2 separate regions of the Zea mays genome follow, and region 1 is linked to region 2. A link is a contact called in public Hi-C data. All regions are on one chromosome and are shown on one strand. The core of a region is the stretch at or near the end of the contact, and the rest is flanking DNA. Distances in the headings are between cores, read along the strand shown.

What was found. A called contact is a pair of places that touch in the nucleus more often than the background predicts.
Region 1: a Hi-C map of bundle sheath shows a contact between it and region 2, with 2.3 times the contacts expected there. The contact joins two enhancer-like sites. A contact is called at or near these places in 3 of 25 Hi-C or Micro-C datasets (bundle sheath, ear and tassel).

The regions. Positions count from the first base shown.
Region 1 is chr1:222,530,395-222,534,384 of Zm-B73-REFERENCE-NAM-5.0, forward strand. No RefSeq gene overlaps it. Among protein-coding and RNA genes, the nearest start is that of LOC542569, 51 kb to the left of the region's middle. Within about 2 kb of position 1,952, at least 18 of the 20 cell types and tissues checked have an H3K27ac peak or open chromatin away from gene starts, as enhancers often do. A contact at or near this core is called in bundle sheath, where this site is marked.
Region 2 is chr1:222,235,711-222,239,572 of Zm-B73-REFERENCE-NAM-5.0, forward strand. No RefSeq gene overlaps it. Among protein-coding and RNA genes, the nearest start is that of LOC109943743, 22 kb to the right of the region's middle. Within about 2 kb of position 1,966, at least 6 of the 20 cell types and tissues checked have an H3K27ac peak or open chromatin away from gene starts, as enhancers often do. A contact at or near this core is called in bundle sheath, where this site is marked.

The DNA of each region.
Region 1 (3,990 bases), core at 702-3,201, 290 kb after region 2:
TTGTCCACATGTGCGTGGCGTTGTCGCGTCAAGCAGCCTGACCACGTTGTGGCTTCCTGACTTTGCAGCCCATGGGCTGCTTTTCGTGAGAAACAAGCTTCATGGGCTACTTATGTAGAGTGATGGCGACGATTAGCAGAAATAAGCCTCATGGGCTACTCACAAGATACACTTGAGACACCCACGGGAATCTTCGGCAGGCCGTCTTGAGCTACGCTGCTTTGTATGTCACACACAGCATGGGCGAAGGCCCCATGGGTTCGTTCTTCGTTGCTCGGAAGCTCTTTAGCGTCCAACTGGTCGGAGGCCATATTAAATGTGGGCTTTGCTAATAGTAGACACATGCGTTGATCAAGTCGGCCCAAGTACCTTGCCGACCAAAATTAATGAGCATGAATAGTGGACAACAAGAAACATGCTCTCTTTTATGGGCCATCGCACCATGTACATTTAAAAATTCGAACAGTCAAATGCCCTTTTATTTATTTTTTAATTTTTTCGTATGACATATGAAACATGGGTTTGATGACGCTGTGGCAACGAAGGTTCTTATGTTGGAGCTTGGTTATGATTGTTTCAGATAGATCGTTTGTTATGTTTTTATGTTGGAGCTTTGGTTATGGTTGGTTCAGCTATGTTAGTTTTATGATCAATACAATCTCTGTTTTTAATCTGTTTGCTATTATGTTTTTTGTGAAGTGTAGTAATTTCCCACAGGATTTTGTTGTTCTTATTCTAGGGTGTTATATTTCTTTATATTAATATTCTTAAATAATGCCCTGCTCTTAATAAGTTCAGTTATCAGTTTTTGATAATTTACCTCGGATGCTTCAGGACTATGAAACCTAGAAGTAAACAGGTGCGTTTCAAATATACCATGATTAAAACATATCTCTTCTCTTGAGATGAGCAATATGGTTGTATCCCTTACTCCCTCTGCCTGCATTGTGATACATCGATCGTTTGTATTTGTGCTCTAAAGTATATTTTCATTTTTATGAAGCAATTGATATATCTTTTATTTTGTTATTTAGATTTGGTGCTTAATCAATCTATACTTCAAATAACTCAGCTAAGACAGTTTGCTCACTGATAATTTTATGTACTGAGGATATTTTTCGTTTGTAACAATGCTTACTACTGGAAACAGAAACATAACAAAAAGTTTCTCCACAGATTATAGTAGTAATATTATGCTGCAGGGGTGTCAGTTAATGTGTGGATGGATCTGGTCGGTGTCCGGCGAATTCTAGCTACTCAATTCTCCGATACAAAGAACACAAGAGAGTGGAACAGAATGACAAGGAGGTGCGGGTTGCATGTGCACGTGGGATTGACAAAGAGAGAGAGAGATAGAGGATCGTATTCGTACCATATCGGAAGGGCAGCGGACGTGTTTGGCCAGGGTGATGATATGGGAATATATATAAGAACCTCCCGTCAGTGAAGTTATGCTGCATTGCATGCATTCTGCTGCACTGCACTGCACTGCACTGCATGCTGTCCTGCAGTGCTTCCGTTGTGGAACTGACCGGCCAACCGTGATTGATTGAAGGAAGAATCGCAGTCTCAGTCTCAGCCTCAGGTGCTACCGACGATTCCGTTTTCGTGTGACGGACGAGGGAGGTGTGCTGGATGCAGAAAGAGTGGAAGAGACGGGGCGGTGCGGTGCGGATCCGTGGCGCCGGCGGCACGCGCGCGGGACTCAAAAGCAGCGAAGAAGAGACCGATTGCGCACGTGCGACTGCGCGAGCAGAGGCGCCCGGCCGACAACGCGTACGTCGGATCGGAGTCGGAGTCGGCCGAGAAAAAGCAAAGCGGCGTGCAACTAGCGGAGCCGTCGAGCGTTGCGGCGATATTTACGCCGCGCCCGCCTCTGGCACTGGCTACAGTGCATGACGTGTTCGTGTCTTGTCGCGTACCGAGCCGTCGTGCGTTTCTGAGTCAACCGGCCCCGGCCTGCCTGCGGTGAGGCAGACGGGTGGTGCGGCCGTGTAGGAGCAGGAGCAGGACAGTGCGATGCTGACGCTCCCTTGCTCCCTTTCCAGGTAAGAGGCAGAGGTACCCCCGAATCGGGATGTTGTTGATGCAAACAATTGTAGTAGAGTACTAGAGTACCCTACCCCCGGCGCCGCGGCGCGGGTACAGTTACAGTCCCACGGGGCTTTCTGCTCCATTCCAACTGCTGCCCAGTGCCCCCCCTGCTTTCAGCTGCTGCTGCTAGCTAACTAATCCATCGCACCTTATCTGCCTATCGTCTCTTATCTCCCGGATAAAAAGCGGCCAGCACCATCCATTCCATCTCCATCTCCATCTCCCGCCGCCGCCACCACCACCACCCTCCGACTCAGGTGTCCGACTCCGATCCTCGTCACGTGGCCGGCCCCCTCCTCCCCCTCTGCCACTCAAATCCATCGCCCCTGCTTTTTCTCTTCTTGGTATACCTGAGGATGTTGAGCAAAAGTACACCCAGCTTTTTATCTATCTAGTTGGAACACTGTTCCTTTACTCGACAACCAACCAGCCTTCTTTTTTTTTTATCATCATCATCTGTCAATCTAGGCTAGCTACCTATATATCCACTTCTACTTTATGTCAAGCATGTTTGATCTGCCGACTCTTCTAGTACGTAGCGTACCTTGCCGAAGCAGAGCTCCGTCTCGCACTGTGCATTTTGCTGCTCACGACACGTGCTAGGGCCGAGCGAGTGCTTTGCGTGCTCTCTCCACTTTTCACCTCCATCGTATCGGTCCAGCGGCTGCTGGTGCCATGCCAATAACGAGTCTCATGGCACTTGCAGATTATTGAAGAGCCTCCGACATAGACATATACATGTATAGCTCAACAAGTCACATCGTTTTTTTACTTTAATTTCTTTGGAGACACTTGAACGCTCCCGATCCTGTAGAATAGATCAAATATATATAGCCAATACATAATCGCAAATGGAGAATGTGTTTTTTTGTTTTTAAAACTAATATCATCTATCTCTACTACGCGTCTATGCCTAAGTGACTAGCAATAGCAGCCGCTCCAAACGTAGCGGCCGGTTTTCATTTTTTACTAAAGCCATGTTTGGTTTGATATCTAATTTCCTACACTTTAGCTAACTTTTCTGACTAAAGTTAGTTATTCAATTCGGACGACTAATCTTAAGCAAAGTGTGGCACATTTAGCCACAAACTAAACCCTAAACCCTAAATCCTTCTAACCATCCACAAAACAAGTGAGAAACATTTTAAGGTTTACTTAGTCCATTGACCGCTTGAATAATCAATCAAATAGAACAAGCGAAGTGGCATTCGAAAAAAAATATAGGTGTCTAATTATCTTATCTTCATGACAAAATCAACACATCTTTTACTACCACACTCCACACCAGTTGACCTTAGGACGATTATATTCTTGATTAGTACAACTCCTTTTTCTTAAGTACCAAAAGAAGGCTTTGATTTTTAATGGGGCTTTCAGTGTCTGTAAAGTTCTATTAAATTAGGGACATCAAAATGTATTAATAATGCTAGGCAACATGATTTCACTGAGTATTATGCATTTAGATGTCAATCCCAAGAAAAAAACATCTAGAGCTCCTGGGACAGTTGTATGTTAGTAATACGTGGTAAGTAATTATTCCAAAGATACTTAGGACCCCAAGAGAAATATGGTGGAAGAACTGCAAGCACTTCGCGTGTAGTTACAAGTTTAGGTGTAGCTATATTCTAAAGGCATGTGTAGTTACGTTCTCAATGCATTTTCTCCCAGAACCTCATTTGTGATCCATCATCAACCACAAATGATCTATAGCGAAGAAAATCGTGATTGACTTTCATGAGAGAACAAAAAAATGGGAGTCCCCTCTCTTTGGTTCTACTTGCACTAGAGGTTTAGATCCTAGATATTTATTTCGAAGGATTTTCTATCAAGTCCCATATGTGTTGAGGAGTTTAAACAACTATTAATTGCTAAGTAGGGTAGTATTTTTAATGTTAC
Region 2 (3,862 bases), core at 716-3,215:
TTATTTATTTATTTTCTTGTTTGGCTGGATACTAGAAGTCCTCAGGTTCTGTAGTTCCGATGGTTCTTGTAATCAACAAGGTAGATTGTGCGCCATTTGTTCCGATGGTTCTTGTTCTTTGACGTGCCAGTCTGCCATATGAATGGCTTGAGGGAAGTGAAGCACTGTCCATCCTAGCTAGTGCACACTGCATAGAGGCTGAATTGCTGAGGATAATGGACCATCGAGATCCGACAGATAGATGAGAAAATGGTTGCTGGATTGATTGAGTTGTTGGGCCGTGTGATTATTTCACCAGGCCTTGATAATGGGCTATGCGGCCATTTATGCAGGTTTTTGAGACTTCGGGAGATCGTAGACCAAGCAGCCAAAAGGTTACCAGCTGGTCCCTCTCTTGAAATAAAGCAGGTATCAGATTTGTGTTTGATCCCTTGTGGGATCAACCGATCAAATATTTCAAGATTTAACGGTATTGTTTTTTCAGTAGTAGCTAAAAGTTTGGAATATGGCTGGTATCAGATTTTATTTCTATTTTTGCAACCGCTCTTCTTTATTTTTTTTCAAAACTTGATGTTAAGTAGAGTGAACACACTGACTAGTTTAACTTTAAATCTTAATACCCTCACTCATGTGCAGACAGAGAGAAAGTCGCAACAAACGAGATGTTAGATCGAGCGAACACACTAACAAGCCCAACCCAAAAATTCAAGTTGTTAGGAGAAGGTAGGCAATTTATTACTTATACACTTCTTCAACAATATCTACGCTTCCATAATTCTCCGTATGGTGTGATTGTATTTTTATATTTTTCATTTTGCAACCTGTCTTCCTTTTAATTTGAGACAAGGGTTCTCTGCATCTACACCTCGGTATGTTCTTGATCATTCAAGTAAGCTCGCTTGGTATGTTCAGTGTTCACTATATAGCTCGTGGCTGGAAATCAAGCATCGACGGATATAAGACTGTCCGCACCGGCGGACTCGAAAGGGTGCGCTACGAACATAGAGCTGCATATGCAGTAAAAGAAATGCTGCAACGTTGAACTGCTTCTACTACTGTATGTTTAGGGAGGGAAAGAAGAACTCCATTTCCAGCGTCCATGCAACTGCTACTCGATAATCTCTCTCCGTCCTTTCCGTGTGGGATCAGCAGAAGGTTGGTGGATGTGGATAAAATAGTATTAAAAGAAATGATATAATATATGCTAGTAGGTATAGAGTTAAGATATAGAGTAAATATGACTGCGGAAGATTGTAGTATAGAGTAGAGAATCTCGCTGACCAGGATAGAATATTCTTTTTAGGGTAAAAAATTAAGGCTGAATAAGTGTGGACAGCCTAAGAACCTCAAATTCTAAAGAACTGTAGCTAGCTGTACTGAGATCATCAGATCATATCATATATTTTTTTGAATGAATACAGGAGGGTCATACCCTACTGTGATTTATTATTAATAAAAAGGGGAAAGCATTTTTACATAGATAGGCCGAGGGAAGGGAACGGAAAAGGGAAAATGAAGTCGTGTTGTTCTTCTTGGCACACATCGTTTTTAGCATATAATATTCTCACATTTTAGTTTTTCTGACTTGTTCAAACTGGTCCATGCCATGCCTGCATCATGCAAATAAACCGTGGATTTCCCAACCACAAGGTTGAATTGAAGGCTTGGTCCACAATGAACTATATACCAGCATAAACAAGTGCCATACATCAAAAGCACGGTTTAATGCTACATACTAATATATAACGCTCATAGAGTCCTAGGTGATGGATGCTATAGCTATATATTTTCTTTTGTGAAGCTTTCACTGACCTGGCGACAGGCAATCGCTCGAGTATAATTACATATGTAACACAATCAATCTCCCAAATGATGATGCCAGCCTCTTCCCGCTCCCTATCGCCCCTGCATTATCAGATGCCTCGCACAACACCTGTCGCTGCCCTGCCTGCCGTTCGTTAAACAAATTCAGGTTCGCGTCGCTACCTCAGTCAGACCTCACATCACGCCTGTTCCAAACAAATTGGTCTGATGTGCATCATTCGCCTTTTGTATATAATTGCGCCCTGCCCACTTGCAGGTGCTATCAAAATTAAAGGTGAAAGCTAAGATTACAGTCGTCAATGGATCGCAACGTTTAGCTCTCCTACACAATTTTAATGGCGGATAAGCAAATGCTCGTGTATGATCTAGCCTATCAATTCTAATATGTAAATAAAAATAATTTAATTACACAAAAGTAAATGCTCGAAATAATGAGAGGGCTAACATCACGATAATATTTTTCTGGTGTATCCTAGAGGCGATAATATTTACTATTTTCATTCGAGAACCCACGCAAGAGTGTGGCTTCCCTTGATCCACATAAAGATGAAATGTTCTCTACGAGTTGATTATTTGTTACTACAACATAGTGAATTACCCAAAACTGTTTACCACTTGAGTTCACAATCTTCATGAGATGATCATGAAACTCCTGAACACCACCAAACCATCTAGATCAACTCGCCCATCATCGAAATCTCGAACTTTTGTGTCATCACTCTGCTAAACTCCTCACAAGACTTTTGATTAGTAGAACCAAATATTATATCATCGACATAAATTTGGCACACAAAAAGATCATCATCACAAGTCTTAGTGAAAAGAGTGGGATCGGCTTTCCCAACCTTGAAAGCATTAGCAATTACGAAATCTCTAAGGCATTCATACCATGCTCTTGGGGCTCAGGGTCGGGGTACCCGTCATCCTCAAAGTCAGGGGGTTGTTCCATATATACCTCCTCCTTGATTGGCCCGTTGAGGAAAGCGCTCTTTACGTCCATTTGAAACAACCTGAAGGAGTGGTGTGCGGCATAGGCTAATAAAATTCGAATAGACTCTAGCCTAACCACAGGAGCAAAAGTCTCCTCGAAATCCAAACCTGCGACTTGAGCATAACCTTTTGCCACAAGTCGAGCCTTGTTTCTTGTCACCACCCTGTGCTCGTCTTGCTTGTTGCGGAACACCCACTTGGTTCCCACAACATTTTGCTTTGGACGTGGCACCAGGCTCCAAACTTCATTCCTCTTGAAGTTGTTGAGCTCTTCCTGCATGGCCAACACCCAGTCCGGATCCTACAAGACCTCTTCTACCCTGAAAGGCTCAATAGAAGAGACAAACGAGTAATGCTCACAAAAATTAGCTAAGCGTGAGCGAGTTGTTACTCCCTTGCTTATGTCACCCAGAATCTGATCAACGGGGTGATTTCTTTGGATCATCGCTCGGACTTGAGTTGGAGGGACCCGTGGTGCTTCTTCCTCCATAACTTGTTCTTCTTGTGCTCCCCCTTGATCACGCTCCTCTTCTTGAGGTACCTGTTCATCATCTTGGGTTGGGGGATGCACCTGCGTCGAGGAAGAAGGCTGATCTTGCTCTTTTTGTTCCTGTGGTCGCACATCACCTATCGCCATTGTGCGCATTGCGACCATCAGAACATCATCTTCATCTATGTCATCAAGATCAACTTGTTCTCTTGGAGAGCCATTAGTCTCATCAAATACAACGTCGCTAGAGACTTCAACCAAACCCGATGATTTGTTGAAGACTCTATACACCTTTGTATTTGAGTCATACCCTAGTAAAAACCCTTCTACTGCCTTGGGAGCAAATTTAGAATGTCTACCTTTCTTCACCAGAATGTAACATTTGCTCCCAAATACACGAAAGTAAGAAACGTTGGGTTTGTTACTGGTAAGGAGTTCATACGAAGTCTTCTTGAGAAGGTGATGTAGGTAGAGCCGGTTTATGGCGTGGCAAACTGTGTTCACAGCTTCCGACCAAAACCGCTCGGGCGTCTTGAATTCTCCAAGCATCGTTCTCGC